2 separate regions of the Mus musculus genome follow, and region 1 is linked to region 2. The links are chromatin contacts, called in public HiCAR-type maps. All regions are on one chromosome and are shown on one strand. The core of a region is the stretch at or near the end of the contact, and the rest is flanking DNA. Distances in the headings are between cores, read along the strand shown. Region 1 holds the start of Acp6 (acid phosphatase 6, lysophosphatidic). Region 2 overlaps Gm31183 (a long non-coding RNA gene).

Region 1 (5,494 bases), core at 782-3,281, 55 kb after region 2:
AACCTTCCATTGCCTTGAAGGCTCTCCAGCGTGCTAAGAAAGCCAAAGAGGCTGAAGCTGCTCCAATACTAGGATCTGTTTATACTGAAACTGTACTATGCTTTCCCTCACCTGTCTGAGGGCCACCCTCCCCAGCTGGAGGAGTTCCAAGGCACTACTCAGGTTCCAATGTCGTATTTCCCAGGGCCCCTGAAGGTCTCGGTTTGTCTTGTGTTTTATTTTGGATCTTAAGTGTTTACCCAAAAACTCATGTACTGAAGGTTCAGTCTCAAATGCAGCAGTGTCCACAGTGGGTCTCTTGTGGGGAGGCAGTGACTCTATCACAAAGTTTCTCTCTCACCTACGACCTTGACTGGCTCTTAAAGAGGTAAGACCTAGTTGAAGGAGTGGGTCTGAGCTAGGATAGGGCAAGGAAAACTATTGGGACACAAGAAGACAAGGGGGTCCCCACTCTCACTAGTCATCAAGCAAGGATTCCTTTACTGAAGGCCATTCTCCCCTTGTGGCTGTAAATCCACAATCTGAGACTCTCACTAGAAACCGCAGGGGCTCCTGGTTTTACCTTAGCAGACTCTAATCTAGATGAGGTTCCCTGAAGTTGTCCTCTAGTTGCACCAGAAACCAGAAGGGGTCAGGGTGAAGTGTAGCAACCCTTCCAGATGTGAAGGAGGTGGGGTGGGGTGTGCTTCTCTCTCTCTCTCTCTCTCTCTCTCTTTTTCCCCAGACATGGCTTCTCTGTGTAGCCTTGGATATCCTGGAACTCAACTGTAGAGCAGGTTAGCCTTGAACTCACAAAGATATGCCTGCCTCTGCTTCCTGAATGCTGAAATTAAAGGCCTGCACCACCACGCAGGGCCAAGATGTATCTTGAGAGTCACTAAAAGAATGTATCTGGTAACTGCTAAGACATTTTGCTGTGAATCTCTTATGGGAAGCCCAGACCCATCCACAGGTGTCTTGTTCTCTCACTAAGCATCTCTCTGTCATAGCTCTTTTGCCTAAAATCGGTTACAAATGGCTTCTAATAAACTGAGACTATTCTGTGAGAAGCCCATAGCCATGTAAGGTGTGTTATGTTCTTTTTTTTTTTTCTTTTTTTTTTTTTTTTCCTGTTGCTTTTCTTTCCATTCCAAACAGACTTCAAGTCTATTTTTTACTGGTTTGCTTTGAAATTCATTTCGAAGTTGAAGCCCACGATACTGTTCCGCAGTTAAAAGATTAGGAGAATGCCTTCAGATGTTGACAACACTACCGCCATTCCTCCAGGCCTCTCCTGACACTCTTTGGTGGCTCCAATCCAGGTCTACTATCTTCCCTCTCAAGCCTCTGTCTCCTAACTTCCCTGGTGGTCTAGTGGTTAGGATTCGGCGCTCTCACCGCCGCGGCCCGGGTTCGATTCCCGGTCAGGGAAATACTGTTTTTTCTCTCACAATTTTCTAAAAAAAGTACTTAATAATCACTCGAGAAAAAACAAAAAACAAAAACAAAACAAAAAAACCGCTGGCTCTAATGCTTTGCGCATGCCCCGAGAGTGCTCTACCGCTGAACTACATCCCTAGCTCAATTTTCTTAAACAAAATGGGGAAAGGGAATTTCACAAATAGGAAGCACTCAGCTGATAGATGTTTCAGGTCTTGACTTTAGTAATCTTGCTTTGGGGACTTCAGGGAATTCTTCCACATTCAAACTACTCCCCTTGCCCACCAATCCTAACACTGCCTCCCCTTACCCTCATTTCCTCCCTACTCACCCCAGGCAAAGCCTCAAGGGAAAAAAAAAAAAAAACAGACGAAATCCCTTAATTACCCGGGGCTTCTTGGCAGCCTTAAATTGAAGACTGGCGGGACTGGGAGTGGAACGTGGGAGGCGTGGGGGGGGGGGGCGGGACCTTAAGCATGGCGGGGGGCCGACGGAACTGCCCTCCCTGGGGACCTCGGCCGCGCATAGCATTGTGGAAGTTGTAGTTTTTACGGGTCTGAGTTTCCAGATCGGACGAAGTCTCAGGACTCACTTTCCCGTGCTCCTGTGCGCAGACTTAATTGGAGCAGGTCCGTGGGAGGTCAGGAGATTGCGTGGGGAGCTTGGTTATAAAATGTGGACCCGAATCCCGGGTGTCCGAGGAACTTCTGCTTTTGCGGCCTCCCCTTCACACGGTTTGAAGTGCAAGTTTCAGGTCCAAGTAACTGCCCTGACTGAGCCTGCATGCAGTAGGGGCGGCCGGCAGACGCTAGGCTTAAACTACTAGACAATCTTTCTGCTCCCACCCCTTTCTCTCCACCTCCGGCCTGACTGTCGCTGGGTCGCCCCGCTAGAGTCGCTTGTTCTGAGAGCTTGGATGCACTTGCCCTCCAGTTCCCGCGAACTTCTGAGTAGCTGCTGAGCCGCGTTGCCTGCGGAGCCCTCAGCTTCCACAGCCTCCATCATGCGCGTGTGGGTCCCCGTGGGTGTCCTGACCTCGCTGGCTTACTGCTTCCACCAGCGGCGGGTGGCCCTGGCCGAGCAGCGGGCTCCTAATGGCCAGCGTCCGGTGGACCGCAACCTACTGGAGCTGAAAATGGTGCAGGTGGTGTTTCGACACGGGGCACGGAGTCCGCTCAAGCCTCTCCCGCTGGAGGAGCAGGTGAGAGGCGGCCCACAGAGGGGTTCTTGGGGACACACTTTAGCGTCCCCCGTCGGGGCTCGGGCTGGGTCCAGACCAGAGGGAAACAACAGTAGACTGGCCCTCAGGCTGTGGCCTGGAGTCATCATCCCATGCTCATCCCAAACCACCGGTGTGGTGTGTAAGCCTTCCTGGCTAGGGCAGCCCCTGCCCCCCAAACTTTCAGTTGCTTGGTGTAGTGAAACTTTTCAAAGATGCATAAGAATGTCCCAGGCGGGGGTTCTTATTTAAATGCAGATTCTGATTCTGCGGATGTGGAGTTGGGTCACGTTTCGTAGTTCTGTGGTTGAACTTGAGTTCAAGGACCTTGTAAGTGCCTGGTTGTTAATAACAGAGATCATTGTACCAGGAGATACCTTTAGTGCTTCCGCAGTACAGAGCAAGCTGGCACCTTTGGAACCAGATCTTAATACAGATTTTTCTTGTGGGCTTGCCAGAGACCATTTGAGATCTTGTGAAGTCTTATTGCGGACAAGGACTGTATCTTGGGGTTCTTTAAGGTCAGGTTTAGAAATCTGGAAAGGATTTGTGGTAAGAAGGAGGGAAAGTTAATTAACTAATTTTGTGGCTATAAGTCAGGATAATTATGATTAAAGCACAAATAATTAGCTTTTTGTTTAAAAAATAACCCCTAACAGTATACAAGAAAAGGGCACCAGAAGTCCCTAACACCCCGGGTTGAATTTACCCATGGAGTCTGTATTTGTTCAGTTGCAAATACTCTTAATGGTCATTTCTGTTTTCCTGAAGGGCTGTGAGTTATAGTTTCAACCCAAGATCTGGTCTTTAAAGAGGGTTACACATGAAAAAGCCAAGCAACCAGGGCAGCTCTCACATAAATAAATATCTTTTAGCAGGTGTTTGTTTACCAGGTCTCCAGTTAGCCTGTTCCTATGGCTGTACTACTTTCTGTCTGGCACTGCAACCCACTCTACGCCTTTAACATTAGATCTCTCAGGTTGTCTTATCATTTTGTCTACACATGCCCACCTCTTTGCACCCCTCCTCTCTCTCTATTCTTATTAAAGAGTGTTAGAGAGATATATTTATGTTTTAGACAAAGTTAGCAGTAATAGCAGAGAATAAAAGTTTGTCTGGATCTAGACCCAGTGTATATAGACAGTGCAAATACCTATCAATACCAGCCTGTACTGGTGGATTCCAGTATAGAACTGGTGGATTCCAGTATAGAACTGGTGGATTCCAGTATAGAACTGGTGGATTCCAGTATAGGACTGGCTTCACTGACAAATTATCCCCATTCTTTGTTGAGGGGACTGGGAAGAAAACCAACCCCACTCAGTTCATTACTGGGAAGATATTCATTACATTACTCCTGCCTCTTTGAATTGGAAAAAAAAAAAAAAAAAAAAGGTTTAAATCCTTCCAGGGAGTGTGTGTGTACGTGTGTGAACCAGTTGGTGTGTGATGGGAATCTTACACCTTTATGGTGGAAGCTCCCAATAATCCCAGCTTCGTTAGCTTTTCTTCCTGTAGCTCCAAACTGTGGAGAATGTAGTTCCATGGCCTTGCTTTGTAGAATGAGCAGGACCGTTGCTTTAACGTCCCACTCATACACGGCAGACTGTAGGCTGCTACTTTAAATTTAAAAAAGACTTAGGGGTGTGTGGGTGTGTAGGCCAGAGAAGCTGGAAGAGGCCGTTGGCTCTCCTGGGACTGGAGTTACAGGTGGTTCTGCTCCTCGTGGCGGTGCTTTGGCTGCTGTCCCCAGAGCAAGCACGCTTAGCTGCGAGTTCTCTCGCCAGCCCTAGGCAGAAAGCACGTCTGGTTTTCTTGGATAAAGTTCTGTGAATAAAAGCCTGGGATGGAGCCAGCTCTGGTTGTGAGGAAATGCCATCAGCCTCCTGTGACTGACTCTAATATAATAGGATATATGAATATATGTTATATATCATGTGTGTGTGTATATATATATGTATATATATATATATGTATGTATGTATATATATGTATATATATGTATGTATATATATGTATATATGTGTGTGTATATATATGTATATATATGTGTATATATATATGTATATATATATGTGTGTGTGTGTGTGTGTGTGTATGTATATATATATATCTGAACCTGTTTCTGGATATTGTCTCTCAAGGTTTCTTTTCAAAATCCATGGTTATTGAGTTTTCTAGCCTTCCTTATTCTGCTCTTGTCAGAACAGACTACACAGCGACAATGATAAGACTAAAGTTACCTTTGCTACGATTTCTGATTTCTGACTGGTTTATAGACAGGCGTGCTGTCATCAGGTCAGTCTTCTCACGGGTCCTTACAAAGAGGCATTGTTCGAAACAATACAAGTTTGGCTGAATTGTTTTCTTATCGGTTTGGGTAACAGTTGATCTGTGCTTTGGAAATAAAATCATGGAACTTAGTTGAACATGTTTCTGGCCTTCAGAGTAGCTCCCAATTCACTTTCAAGCAAACTTTTGAACTCGACTTTAAACTTTCCCCCAGGCTTCTTCCAGACAGCGGCAAGGTGACCCCCGGTAGGGAGGTCTTTCAACTCTTATGAAGTTGAGCCTAGCCCAGTCCCTTGTTAAGTTCCTGTCTGCCTTTGACAGTGTGGTTGAGCTGGGAAGCCTGCTGTGTTGCTTAATTCCTGCCCAAAGCTCAGCCGAGGTGGATCTATGAAGGATGTGCCAGTTCCTCACTCCACTGGGTTCTAAACCCTGGCAGGATATTGAATTCTTCAGAGATAGTATGGGGGCTTGGAGCAATGGCTCAGCAGTTAAGAGCATTTACTGCTCTTGTAGAGGATGCTGCTTCAGTTCCCAGCACCTGCATGGCTTCTCTGAATGGAGCCC
Region 2 (5,888 bases), core at 864-3,363:
AAAGCAGGGAAAGGTGACTGCAGGGGATGGGGGAGGGAGGGAGGGAGGGAGAGGGAGCAGTGGGTAGTAACTGCAAGGGAGAAGTGTGCTCGCACACTCCAAGAATCACCACGGTCCTCCATGGCCCTCCAGGGGCAGTTTCAGTTTGGGTGCCCTGCAGGGATTGATGGAAGAAAGGGAGTGGAGAAAAACACCATGGCTTTGTCACAGCGAGTAAGAGAAACTGAATGTACCCGCAGAAAGCAACTAACGCCAAGAAGTGGTGTGCAGTTTGGAAGGGACACACCTGCACGTGGGCAAGCTGACGAACCTTTTCTGGGACAGTGGAGATGAAGGTTGGAGAAGTTGCTGAAGTCGGTATTGAAGTGGGGGAGAGGTGGGTCAAAGATAAAATGAAGAGTTGGTCTTCAGAAGGGCTGAGGGTTCAACTGTGATAAAAGGAATGGGTAGCAGTGACCCACATGTAGATGTGGGGTCCCTGGCAGCCTCTGCTGATAATCTCTCCTTTTTCAGTGGAAGAAGGGAAAGGTTTGCTTGTAATGCACGGCTGGAAGTGAAGAACGCCAAATGAAGCCACCATCAGTATGTAAGGAAGACAGAGGCAGAAAGCCACAGAAGAAGACACACCTCACACAGCTTGTTTAGAAAGGAAACTGGCAGAATGCATAGAAGAGAGTCCTAAAGTCCAAAATAAACAGGATTGTGAATTGTACCCGATTCCTGATGCTGGGTACGTGTTTTCTAGGGGAGATGTGAAAGCAGGTGTATTAACCCCAGCTAAGACACTGATGGCAGACCAAAGAAATGCTCTACTCAAGTCCAGGGAACCTGAGTTTATTTGCATTACTTACACAAGCCTGGGTGGGAATGTCCTTACAGAAGCAGCCACTCAAAGGCAGCTGCACCACTGAAAAGCCCAGCCCCAGCCTGGGGGCTGCATCCCTGAAGCTCCCTGCCCTACCTGCAGGCAGCTTCCTAGGAAGAGACTTCTCTGCAGGCATTAGCTACTGGATTTTTATAACCTTAGGGAGAGGGCTTGCAAGTCCTGTAACTTTGGGACACTTGAGTCTAATAAGTTCCAGTAACTTCCTGAGCCTTGGAAGTTTCTTTGGTTTCCTTATGAAGTTTTATGGAGTCTTATGAGCACCCCCACACCCTTTCAGGAGAGAATGTACTAATTTGGAAGAAAGAGCTGCATAGCAGGTGACTGTCAGTTGATCTTTGTCAACTGTGGCTCTGTGTATATTCATGCATGAGTGAGCAATGTGGTAAGAATATTCCAGAATATGGGCTCATTCTGACTTAACCAAATTCTACCATCTTCACGTGTTCAAGGTTTAAAAAAAAATCCTTGTTTTAGAGAGGTATCTGGATTGGGTGGACCTCACTCAAATTTTGAAGAGAATGTGAAGGTATGTAAAGGGGCTAGAACCAAGCAGAATCCTCTGCCGTCTTACCAGGCAAGGCACATAGCCTACCGTCATCAGTAGATACCGAAAATTCCCCCTCTACTTACACCCAAGCAACGTTCCTGTGCTCAGCTGGCACACTCTCCTGCCCCTTTCCTCCAGGAGAAATGATTCAGGGTAGGACTCTACAGGGTATCCCCCTTTACTAACTGTGAGTATTAAAGTGAGTAATTCTTACACGCATTCGCGACCGGCCAGGAAAGACGAAACAAACCGGAATCTTCTGCGGCAAAAGCTTTATTGCTTACATCTTCAGGAGCCAGAGAGCAAGAGAGCAAGAGCAAGAAAAAGAACAAGAGCAAGAGAGAGCAAGAAAGCAAGAAAAAGAACAAGAACAAGAAAGCAAGAGAAAAAATGGCAAAACCCCGTCCCTTTTAAGGAGAATTATCCTCCGCCTAGGACGTGTCACTCCCTGATTGGCTGCAGCCCATTGGCCCAGTTGTCATCACGAGAAAGGCAGAACACATGGCGGGAAAACTGCCCCTGCACGTGTGCAGATTATGTTTACTACTTAGAACACAGCTGTCAGCGCCATCTTGTAATGGCAAATGTGAGGGCAGCTTCCTACAAGTAATCATTAGCTCTACCTGGCCCTGGCTTTTCTGAGACTCATTAAGTCCACACTCACAGAGAACCCGTGCCTGCTGCCCTGAGTGTTCTGTTATGCTTTGAGCTGGCATGCTTGAGTTCCTAATGACAGGCTGACTTCTCTCTCAACCTTGGGGACACTTTTGTCTCTTTATTTCTCAAACTGAAGAGAGAGACATTACTTTATTAAGGTCCATACTGGTAAAGTTAAATAGTGTGCTGAATTTTCATAAAACCATGACTAATAAGTCTGGGGTGCAATGGGTTGGGGGCAAAAAACCAACCAAACAAACAAAAAGCATGTTTGACTCTTGTGATAATTGCTCTACAATCAAGATAAAAATATATAGATGATAGATAGATGATAGATAGATAGATAGATAAATGATAGACGAATTGATAGATGGATAGATTGGTTCCTTCGGTGTCTGCCTTTCATCAATACACAAAACTTCTCTTTAAGGAAAGAAATCTTTACTGTACTAGCAGTGTTACCAAAAAGAAAAAGTCTCAAGTTAAATTTAAGAGAATGAACGAAGAGGGGGGATTCTTAAAATACTTATTTACTAAAGTTCAGTAAATAGAGAACAAAAGAGTGTTCCTTCTACTTCTTAGGGTCTACTTGCTTTTTTTTCCCCCTGTTTCTCTGGAATAAGCTAACAGAGAAACAGGCTTTAAAGAATGCTCTATAGTGTCCTTGGAAACACAGTGCTACCCATGGCTGATTGCCACATGGACCTCAGAAGGGCTGCAGGGTTCATTGGCCACCTTGTTGTGCTCTACTGCCCAAGCATCCAGAGCTCCTGTTGTGCCCAACACAGGAGACTCTGCTCTTGGGAAAGAGGGCACCCTGAAAGAATTGAAAGACATGGTTTCTTCAGAATGAAAAAACCATATGTGACATAAGTACAGCACCTGATTTAACAGGTCTAGAAACCATGACATATGTGCAGCCCCTTTTAGAACTAAGGACAGTAAGGCTTAGGAAGGCCCAGAAACTCCCTCCAACCATACCATGGCAATGGAGGAGAGTGGAGGAATAGGATAAAATTCTAAGGATTGATCAAGGAGGGGCTGAACCTGAAATCACAGGACTCTGACCGCCATCAGCAACAGGAAACCTGGCAGCCAGGCCTCAGGCAATGAAGTCATTGTGAGGGCAGTCCTTTGGTTACTAGGAAACCAGAATAACTCACTGCTACTAAACTTCAGGGCAGCACAGCATCAGGAACTGCCCACAAGGGAAATGTCTCTATTGACCTTCCACAAGTGATGTAGTAGGCTCTAGGGTGAAGGTCAATAGATGTAGAAAGGATTTTGGTTTCAAAGAATATAAATCTTTTCTGGTTTCAGAAGACTTGGTTGTTACGCTTGTTTTTACCACATGACCTCTGTGACTTGGGTAGTCAATGGGTTCTTGTGTTTCACTGAACCCAGCAAGGTAACCAAGAGCTGGAATACTGTAGGACCTAATTTTACATTTATTCCCCATCAGTTTTCTTTTTAAAATCTATTTATCTATTTGTAATTTAATCCTGAGTAATAATATCTTTATAAGTACCTTAAAAAGAAAAAAAGGAGGGCTGAAGAGGGCTCAGCATTAGGAGCACTGACTGCTCTTCCAGAGGTCCTGAGTTCAATTCCCAGCAACCACACAGTGAATCACAGTCATCTGTAATGGGATCTGATGCCCTCTTCTGGCTTGTAGAGGTACACGCAAATAGAGTACTCATTTACATAAGATAAATAAATAAATCTTTAAAAGAAAAAAGGAAGAAAGAGAAAGTTAGGAAGAACAGAAGCCAGAGAGTGCCAGAAGTTTGAGGGAACCTTGAGATTCTAATGAATATTAGATGGACAGTTCTTCATAATCAAAGGGCAACGGACAAGACAAATCAGGCATAGAAACTGAAACAGAGCAGTTCATCAAGGCTGGTGAGCTACAGGAGCCACGAAGCAAGGTGTGTTGAAAGAGGACTTGGGGGCTCCAGAGAGCAGAGTCCTGTATGAATGATGGCCAAAGGTGTTTGACATCACTCAGATTCCCAGATTCCTTGAGGGAAGACCGGGTGGAGGATGGAGAGTACACATCCTTCCTGTGTGGCTGTTCATTGTTATGGTTTGGAAATTCCAGGATCCTAGTGCTATACTGGGACTGGGTTTCTGGTCTTGATACTTGAAGTAGTTTTTAGGTTTGTGTTATTAATATGTATAGATTTATATAACACAGAAGTGATGGTTTAAATAAGAATAGCCCCATAGGATCATATATTTTAATGCTTAGTTCCCATTTGGTAAAGCTGTTTGGGAAGGATTAGGAGGTGTGGCCTTGTTGGAAGAGGTGTGTCATTGGGGGTGGGTTTTGAGGTCTCAATTGATACTCACCCACCCCCTCTTGTTGCTGTCTCAATATATAAGCTACTGCGCCAGCACTGCTTGATTGCCTGCTGCTGCCATGCTTTCCACCATGATGGTTATGGACTCTATTACCCTCTGGAATAATGAACCCCAATTAAATGCTTTTATCAATAAGTTGTCTTGACCATGGTGTCTTGCCAGGGAGCCAGCACTGGAGATTCTTCTTTCTTGTTGGCAGTGGAGGGGGAAGATCTCTCTTATGAGATATTTAGGGTTACTGTATAATAATAAAATGTTTATTTACCTTAAATCTAAGTCTCTTTGCTATTGTAGCTGAACTGCCTGAGTTTCCTTGAGGCCAGTAACTGTTTTACTTAAAACAGCTGGGAATAAGTAAAGTAGCCTTTGTTCTATCTCTAGAGTAACTGCAGCTCTAAATCCCAGCCTGCTAGTTGAGGTCTCAGGCAGGAAAAGGGACATGTTGAAAAGTGATTTTAGCCTTTATTTCTAAGTTCTTCCGCTCTCCAAGACGTTTCTATAAAAGTTCTCCTCCAAAATGTTCTCTTTAAAAAATTCTCTCTACTCTCTTCTAATCTTGCTTTTTCCTCCTTCTCTGGTGTCACAGTAATGCTCTTACTCTCCATGCCTTTATTCCCATGCTTTTTCTCCCAATACCTTTACTTATAAGTTCTTCTTCAGTTCAGTTCTGTCTTTAAAAGTTCTTTCCCTCTCTCTCTTTTATCCTCAGCACCTATAGATCTTTTCAGAATATATGGTCATGTGGTAAAAAGTTCACCACAAGTTTACACATAAATTCAAAACATAAATCAAATAAGAAATTTACAACAGAGAATGTTTACATGCACGTACACTAGGAGTAATTACCTGGCTAATCACTCATCATCTGCTACCAGCTCTACAGGTTCATGGAGAGTTAAAAACCATAACTTTTGTGAATAAATATTAGTGAAGTTTTGTATAGGTAAACCCAGTCAATATTTTATCTTCTCTCCTTGCACCTGTAGTAAATTGTTAGTTCCCATTTTATGATCTTTGGTTAATGGTTTTACAACATCTTGGAATGTACTTTAAGTTGTAGACGCCTGCTTGCTATCTCAGAAGCAATTAACCCATGACAGTTGAAGACTGACAGAGTTCTCATTGCAGTTTTGATTATCAGAGAGGACTTAATAGCAGTCCTATTATAAAAGAGCTTAGTAATTACTAATATAATTTTAGGAATTCTTATAGGAAGATCATTAAGAATTAAGAAGTCATTTATCTGTCTATATAACATCATTACAAGTCAGTACATCTTCGTTGTTCTGTAGAAATCTGCTCAAAAAGGTGGGCTAATACCTCGTGATTGTTATATATATTCAATAATAACAGGAAAAGCATATTAATAGCAGGGATCTTTCCTAAAATTAAATTCTCTTACGTCTTGCCTAAAGGATCAAATCTGTTGCAGAT

Evidence for each region. HiCAR-type assays count read pairs that join an accessible place to other places.
Region 1: a HiCAR-type map of kidney shows a contact between it and region 2, with 2.1 times the contacts expected there. The contact joins the promoter of Acp6 here to the enhancer-like site in region 2. A contact is called at or near these places in 7 of 39 promoter capture datasets (hippocampal neurons, liver, macrophages and 3 more), 6 of 484 Hi-C or Micro-C datasets (B cells, CD8 T cells, the HL-1 cell line and 3 more), 9 of 115 datasets of contacts at active chromatin or transcription factors (embryonic stem cells, epiblast stem cells, intestinal crypt epithelium and 3 more) and 2 of 9 other capture datasets (adipose tissue and liver).

What each region holds. Positions count from the first base shown.
Region 1 is chr3:97,156,746-97,162,239 of GRCm38.p6, forward strand. Acp6 (acid phosphatase 6, lysophosphatidic) reads left to right here and starts at 2,032. Exons shown (of 10, transcript NM_019800.4): 1 at 2,032-2,620. The coding sequence starts at 2,423. It overlaps n-TEctc12 (a tRNA gene), which reads left to right and starts at 1,340; the gene lies at 1,340-1,411.
Region 2 is chr3:97,102,063-97,107,950 of GRCm38.p6, forward strand. Gm31183 (a long non-coding RNA gene) reads left to right here. Exons shown (of 4, transcript XR_375879.2): 3 at 240-335; 4 at 514-897. Among named protein-coding and RNA genes, the nearest start is that of Gm31183, 3.9 kb to the left of the region's middle. Within about 2 kb of position 2,114, at least 2 of the 459 cell types and tissues checked have an H3K27ac peak or open chromatin away from gene starts, as enhancers often do. A contact at or near this core is called in kidney, where this site is marked.